Linked DNA regions of Macaca mulatta: region 1 is linked to region 2. The links are chromatin contacts, called in public Hi-C maps. All regions are on one chromosome and are shown on one strand. Each heading gives the region's core, a stretch centred on a gene start, on an enhancer-like site or on the middle of the called end of the contact. The rest is flanking DNA. Distances are from core to core; before and after follow the strand shown. Region 1 holds the start of PSMA5 (proteasome 20S subunit alpha 5). Region 2 holds the start of ATXN7L2 (ataxin 7 like 2).

What was found. Hi-C and Micro-C count contacts between places; a contact is called where the count stands out from the background.
Region 1: a contact with region 2 is called in a Hi-C map of fetal cortex germinal zone, with 1.8 times the contacts expected there. The contact joins the promoter of PSMA5 here to the promoter of ATXN7L2 in region 2. A contact is called at or near these places in 4 of 14 Hi-C or Micro-C datasets (CD4 T cells, fetal cortex germinal zone, fibroblasts and 1 more).

Annotation. Positions count from the first base shown.
Region 1 is chr1:130,777,771-130,781,138 of T2T-MMU8v2.0, reverse strand. It overlaps PSMA5 (proteasome 20S subunit alpha 5), which reads right to left and starts at 1,452. Exons shown (of 9, transcript NM_001260609.2): 1 at 1,341-1,452. The coding sequence starts at 1,369.
Region 2 is chr1:130,720,255-130,723,703 of T2T-MMU8v2.0, reverse strand. ATXN7L2 (ataxin 7 like 2) reads left to right here and starts at 1,913. Exons shown (of 12, transcript XM_015147731.3): 1 at 1,913-2,131. The coding sequence starts at 2,005. SYPL2 (synaptophysin like 2) reads left to right here. Exons shown (of 6, transcript XM_001090749.5): 6 at 1-208.

The sequences.
Region 1 (3,368 bases), core at 203-2,702, 58 kb before region 2:
AACAAACAAACAAACAAAACCCGGGAGGCGGAGGTTGCAGTGAACCAAGATCACATCACTGCACTCCAGCCTGGGCGACAGAGCGAGACTTTGTCTCAAAAGAGTCTCCTATATGAGAGCAAGGAGCTTGATTTTGTCCATTGCTGTAGCACCAGCACCTAGAACAGTGCCTTGTTCACAGCAAGCACTCAAGCACATTAACTAAGAGAATAAAAAGGGATGTATTTTAGGCCGTCTTGGGAAGACAGAAAAATAATTAACAAAGCAGTCAATACATATGTTAAGTAAATGGCCACAAAATTTAATAAATGATTTCTGATAAGGATAACAATTTCTATCATACACACCCTAACTCAAAATTATATGTCACCCGAGGATGATTCTCTTCAATGTTCTGGAAGTTAAATATCGACCAACAAAGTCACTTTGTAGGACAGTGGGGAAATATGTCAAAACTTCACACACATCTTCTATGAGTCAGTAAAAAAAGATGAAAAAGTGGTAACTGCAAGTGGTCAGCATATACTTGACAGGATCAGCATATACTTGACAGGAAATGCAGCTTCTGACACCACTCAGTACAAAGAAAATGTCTGCCTTCCCTGACTTAAAAAAAAAAAAAACTTAGTAGCTATGTAAAAACTTAACTCATGAAAACAGAAACTGAAAGTAAAAATGTCTACAGCATAAATATGTACAACTTAATATTGTGCACATTTTCACACCACAAGTTTTTTAAAATTTGCTTTAAACTTTTAAAAAGTCAGAAAAATTTTGGTCAGTTGGAATCAGCATGATGAGAAATCTCTTGAAAACCACTCTAAATTCCAGTTCCTATAAAATCAGACTCCAGACAATATATCCAGCCAAAGCTACGACTGCGTTCGCGCTTCTGCAGAAACTATACATCGCAGCATGCCCTACTACAAACCAGTTGCTTTTTCTGCCAGGAGGCACGTTTAACTTTTTGTTTGTTTGTTTAAGGCAGTCATACTAGGCACGAAAAGATGAACGGGGCAAGGGGTGACCCTTGGCCCTCTCCGGGTTCAAGTTAGGAGTACCACCGGCTCCTCACGCCTTCTTTACCAAGCACAAGTCGGAGCTTCTCGCTTCCGCACTGAGTTAGGACCCAGGGGGTGACTCAGCGGTAGGACAAGTGCCGCCGATGTGGTCTACCTTGGGGAACCACGGCGGGCGCCTAAGGAAGGCAAGAGATCCCCAGGTCCGGCCAATCTCGGGTTCCTGGGGAGCCCCATGACACGGCAGAACCCAGGCCGCCCGGCCAGGTCCCGGGCCTGCCCACCCGTAATTCCCACCCGACGTCCCCCAGCCGCACGGACCTGTCGTACTCAGACCGGGTGAGAAACATGGCGAGGGCAGGAGGAGGCAGCGGCTACGCGGGGATTCTGAGGACCAACACGACTACACCGGCGCCCAACTCACCCACACCGCCACAGTACCAAAGACCAACTGCGCGTGCGACCGCGACCTCTTTAGCCCGCCTTCCTGTGCCTGCTTCCTATTGGCTAATAGTAGTTCCCGCTGAGGTGATTGGGCCAACGCGCTTCCTCGCCAGGGCATGGTTGGTCCGGAGGAGGAGGACCAGTGAGGTACTTCCGCCTTAAATCTCGGGTGGTTGCTAGGGACGATTGGAACCCGAGGCGTGTAGTGAGTTAGCCTTTTAGAGAAGGTGTGAGCCCGCCCCAAGACTGGCAATTGAAAGGGCTTGCACGCAGAGCTGGGCTGTCTGAACCCTGACTTAATAGGTCCCTCGCCGGCTCCCGTAATCCCAGCTAGAGTACTTTGGCCCGGTTTCCTGCAAGGGCCCCACCTACTTTCTCTTCGCAGGGTTCCCTCTCTTAGGGTTCCTCCGCGGTGTTCTCCTTGCCGGGTCGAAGGCTCCAGGACTTTGGACGGCAACGGGTCCGCTACAGTGGGTCTGAGCCGGCGCCGCGGACTAGTCCCTTAGCTTCAGCCAGTTTGGCTCGTTTATTGAGAAAAGCAGGGGGCGAGGGGTTAGTATGTAAGAAAGTCTTCGAGTTTCCATATGGTTAAGGTAATTTTATCAACTCTTTCTTGCACCCCTCCACCTAGTACAGGTTTCAGACCTAAATAACCTAGAGTTCAGGATCCGACTTCAAAATATTCACTGCTTTTTCTGTTATTTGTTAAAAAAAAATAAGTGTTTTCTGTGAGCCCACATCGTGCCATTGCACTGCAACCTGGGCAACAGCCAAAACCTATCCGGAAAAAAAAAAAAAAAAAGAGCGCTTTCTTTATCGACGCTTCCTGCTTCCCTTCAATAAGTTGCTTAAGGAGCAACTTTACAGCTTCGAAATAACACTATAATTGAAGTATTTGTTCAAGAAAGGCAAGTACGAACTCTTGGCACGGGGGTGGGGAATAGAGGGAAATATTGGTCAAATGATACAAAGTTTCAGTCAGACAAGGTGGATGAGTTCTATAGTTAATAATCATGTATTGTGTACTTGAAATTGTGAAGAGGGTACACCTTAAATGTTCTCACCACAGGAAAGTATGTGAGGTGATGGATTATGTTGATTAGCTTCATTATTCGCAGTGTGTGTATATGTATATCAAAACGTCACGTTGTATACTATAAACATGAACAATTTCTATTTGTCTCTTACACCTTAATAAAGCTGGAGTCGGGGGAAAGAAGTCATTTATGCTAGAAAGGGAAATGGCAGCATCTCATTTCCAGTTATTAATGTGATACCACTAGTCGAGTCCTTAACCTCTGAAGGCCTGTATCTTTCCAGTAAAGTTCATTCTTGGTCCTAGATTAGGTTTGTAAGTCACCAAGGCATTTCAAAGGTCTAGGAAATGTACAAATATGCCTTTTGAGTATTAGCCAACATCTGTTTTCCCCACCCGTTATTTTCTGACTTCCTTCATGGATTCAGTAGGAATTTAGTTTGGTCATCCCTGGCCAATCAGATGTTTAGCACTAATAAAACTGAGGAAAAACTCCAAGTAGCAATCCTCAGGGATCTGTTAGATTTCTGAGAAAAGAATGGTAATTTTTAGCTTTCTTGTCAGTTTTCTGACAGGCTTTTTTTTGTTTTGTTTTCGCCTTATCAGTTATGTTCTATGGAAAAGTCTTGGTTGTAAATTGACTACAGCTGCTCTTTAGAAGTTCTTTTATGGCCAGGCGCGGGGTCTCACGCCCGTAATCCCAGCACTTTGGGAGGCCGAGGCGGGTGGATCATGAGGTCAGGAGTTCAAGACCAGCCTGGCCAAGATGGTGAAACCCTGTCTCTACTAAAAATACAAAAATTAGCCGGGCATGGTGGTGGGTGCCTGTGATCCCAGCTACTCGGGAGGCTGAGGCAGAGAGTTGCTTG
Region 2 (3,449 bases), core at 664-3,163:
GGGCACTTGCCCTTTGTCCCACTAGATTCTAACCCAGCGCCAGGGTGCCCACCTAGGACCTTTCCTGGACATGAGTTTCCATCACTCTCACGGCCATCAGTCTCCTACTTCTGGGATTGCAGATCAGGGGTAGGGGGAGAATGTTGCATGTTGTTTTCCGGTGCTTGTTATTATACATTTGAATAAACAGTGCTGCAAGTACTTGCCATGAAGGATCTGAGACTGGAGTCCTTCTGGGGATTTATTTTTTCTTCCTCTCCCTTGCTTTAAGTTCTTGGTCAAATATCAGGACTTTCACCAAGGTGCTTTCCACTCTGTACCCCAAGCAACAAAGTCATACTCTGTTGCTTGGGGTACAGAGAGGAGAGCAGTTATTTCTAGCAGGCTCTCGTCTAGTGACATCTCCTCTTTTGGTGGCACCCAATTAGACCAAAGTAACTGGGACTCATTAGCAATTCTGGAGCAAACTCAAAAGGTGAGAGATAGTGGCTTCCACAAAGCTGTTTCCATTTGCTCTCCTACCATCTGTGACCCAAACACGCTTCCTGTCAGGAGTTAAGGGCCATATGCTTCGCTTTCTTAACTATCAGCTTCTTGTTGAACAAACTTGTACCTCTATCCCCCTTCAGAGAGTCACACACTACATTTACATCCCCTAGAAAAATACACTTGAGTACAACTGAACATTTAATTTTTAGCAGATTCCTGGATGCCCTAGGGATCATCTGTGGGTCTCAGGTTGAGATTCCCTGCCCTCAGAGATTATTCTTGAAGTACTTATACCTTCCCTGGATGAAAAGAAGAAAATCTAAGGTCTTGCTCCCAAACTTGTTTTTCCCTTAGCTAAAGGGTCAAGAGTAGGGGGTGAGGTGTGAGACGTTGAGGAGGAAAAAGGATTAGTATTTCTTTTTTAATGTGATGGGGGGTTGGGTGGGAAATGGAGGAGGCAGACTTTTGTCTCTTGATTGTGTGAGGGTGGGAAGAAATGTTATCAGCTGAGAAGATGAAATAAATGGATGATTAAGGTACTTTCCAGACCTTAGCAAGGAAGATGACAGCTCTGATGAGAAATCTCCCTATGCCGAGGCTTCAGAAGCAGCCCTTCCAGCAGAGAAAGTATTCATTAGAAAAAGAAGGCCAAGTGATGGATGGAGTCAGGGTCCAGCCAGGGTTTGGGAAGAGGCGGTACAGGGTATCGATCGCAGTTCTCAGGAGAAGAGAGACGGATCAGCAGAGATGCTGCAAACACCAGCCGCCTCGGGGCCACCCCAGTTCCAGGGCTGGCTCTGGCTCGGAGACAGCCTTCTGTCATCGTGACAGGTGATTTTGGTCAGCTTGGCCAGGTCCTCTCAAATCCAGACAACGCCACTCCAACCCTCTGCTCTGTATCAGGGCAGTGTGGGTTTCCCACAGAGGAGGCACGACACGGGAGCCGAGGCCCTCCCCCACACCACCCCGGTGTCCTTCAGCACATCCTACAGACTCCCTCCCCTTGCCCTTCTGATTCACAGCGCCCACCTCCCTGCACCTACCCTATTCGATCTACAGGGGAGCGGAGTCGCTTCGTGGCCGCCAGCCCGGGAAGGGGCGCCAGCCAGCTGGCGGACGCATGGCTTAGAGGGGTGTCTGGGCTGAGAGAGGTTTGGGGCTGGGGAGAGGTGCAGTGAGCTTGGGAGAGTGGACTGGTAGCACAAATAATGTGTGCATAAGGATTAGAAGAGGAGATCCTGGAGCTTTGGTCTTCTTTTTTCCCCCTGTAATTGTGCATTTCGGAGGGACTCTTGCTGCAAGCTCGGTAGGCAATAGCATCCGCTCCAAGACTACACTTCCCAGAAAGCTGTGCGGGAGGGAGAGGGGCCGGGAACAGGCAACCTGTGCTGCGCTTGCGCAAAGACTGAGCTGGAAAGGCAGGTGGGGGGGAGAGGGGAGGCGTGCCCGCGACGGGGCGAGGGGGAGGGGGCCGCGCGGCGGCGGCGCCAGGGCGGGCGCGCGTCCGCGGCGGTGATGGCGGTGCGTGAACGCGCGGCGGCAGCAATGGCCGCTCTGGAGCGGCGGGTGCCGAGTCTCGATGACTTCGCGGGACAGAGCTGGAGCTCGTGGGTGGAGCGGGCCGACCTGCCCGCGACTGACGGTGAGTGAAGCCATCCTAAAGTCCGGGGACCCCATCACTATCTCCCCTCCCCCCTTCCGGGCCCCCGCCAGCTGAGGGGAGCCGCCGACTGGAGCCGCCGTCCGGCTCCCCGGCCCCCCAAACAAAGGACCCGCCGGGTCCTAGTGCCCGCCTGCTCCGTCACCTTCGCGCCTCCGGGTCCTAGCGCCGGCTCACCGCTTACAGCCCACCCTGCCCATCTCTGCCTCTGCCAGTCCCCAATACCTGCCCCCCACATAGGCTTGCCTTTATCTTTCTCCTTGCCTGCTGCCCCCCAGCTCGCGCCCCTCCTGCACCTGCCTCCGGCTTTCCCTGTCCGCAACAGTCTTCTCCACGTGTTTCCCACGCACCCCACTTCTGTGCCCCCTTCCTCACCCTCCTTGTTCCTTCGCCTTTTGCCCCACACCTCCTGCTCCTTTTCGGCATTTGCCTGCAGCTGCAGTGCTTTTAGACCCCCGCCCCCTCCGCGTTAGTTCGTCCGTCCATCCATCTATCCTCCCTCCCTCCCTCCATCCTTCGGTCCATCCATCCATGCCTCTAACCCACTGTCCTTTCCCAGGCCTCTTGCCCTGCCTCTTGGCTCTCTCCTCTGACTCTCACCTTCTCTAGGCCCCTGAGTGTCTTAGTGAGCGGGCCTACAGCCCCTTCTTCTGATCTTTGTCTTCTGGGCCCCAGGGAGCACCTGGCCTCGTGGCCTTTCGGGGTGACAGCAGGCATCACGCCCCTGAAGAAGTTTGCAAGTGAGAAGAGGTGGAGGAGGAGACTGCATGGAGGGGTCTCTAATGACACTTGTTCTCCTCTGAGACATCCGACTCCCAGTTTTGTTCTGTCCATCATTCCCCGCACTTGCATTTCACGGACTTAAGAGTGGGAGCTGCCCCTTGTCTCTTGCGTGCCTAACCCACCACCCCTCATAATCTGGATATTATATAAGATTGTCAACAATCTTCTCATCCTAGAAAGGAGCATATCTGTTAATGAGCATCAGAGATCAGACCTAAGCGGGAGCCCAGGCCACCCTGGGACTGCCCCATGCTGGGTGGGCAAGGATGGGGCCATTGTCAGGGTCTGGGTGCATTGAGAACCGGAAATGGAGTCAGACGGGTTTGGTGACTCAGAATTGATTTTTTTTTTCCAAGGGACAGGGAGGGGGCGTAGAGGAGGGAGGGGGGAGGAGAGAGGTAGGGGGATGGGGAAAAAGCTGCTTTGCACAGCTAAGATGTTTTTGTCATTAACCCAGAAACTGAGGTACAAGGGCAACCCCTGCCCAAAGCCCCTCTAAGAAGGGGAGGGACTTGCA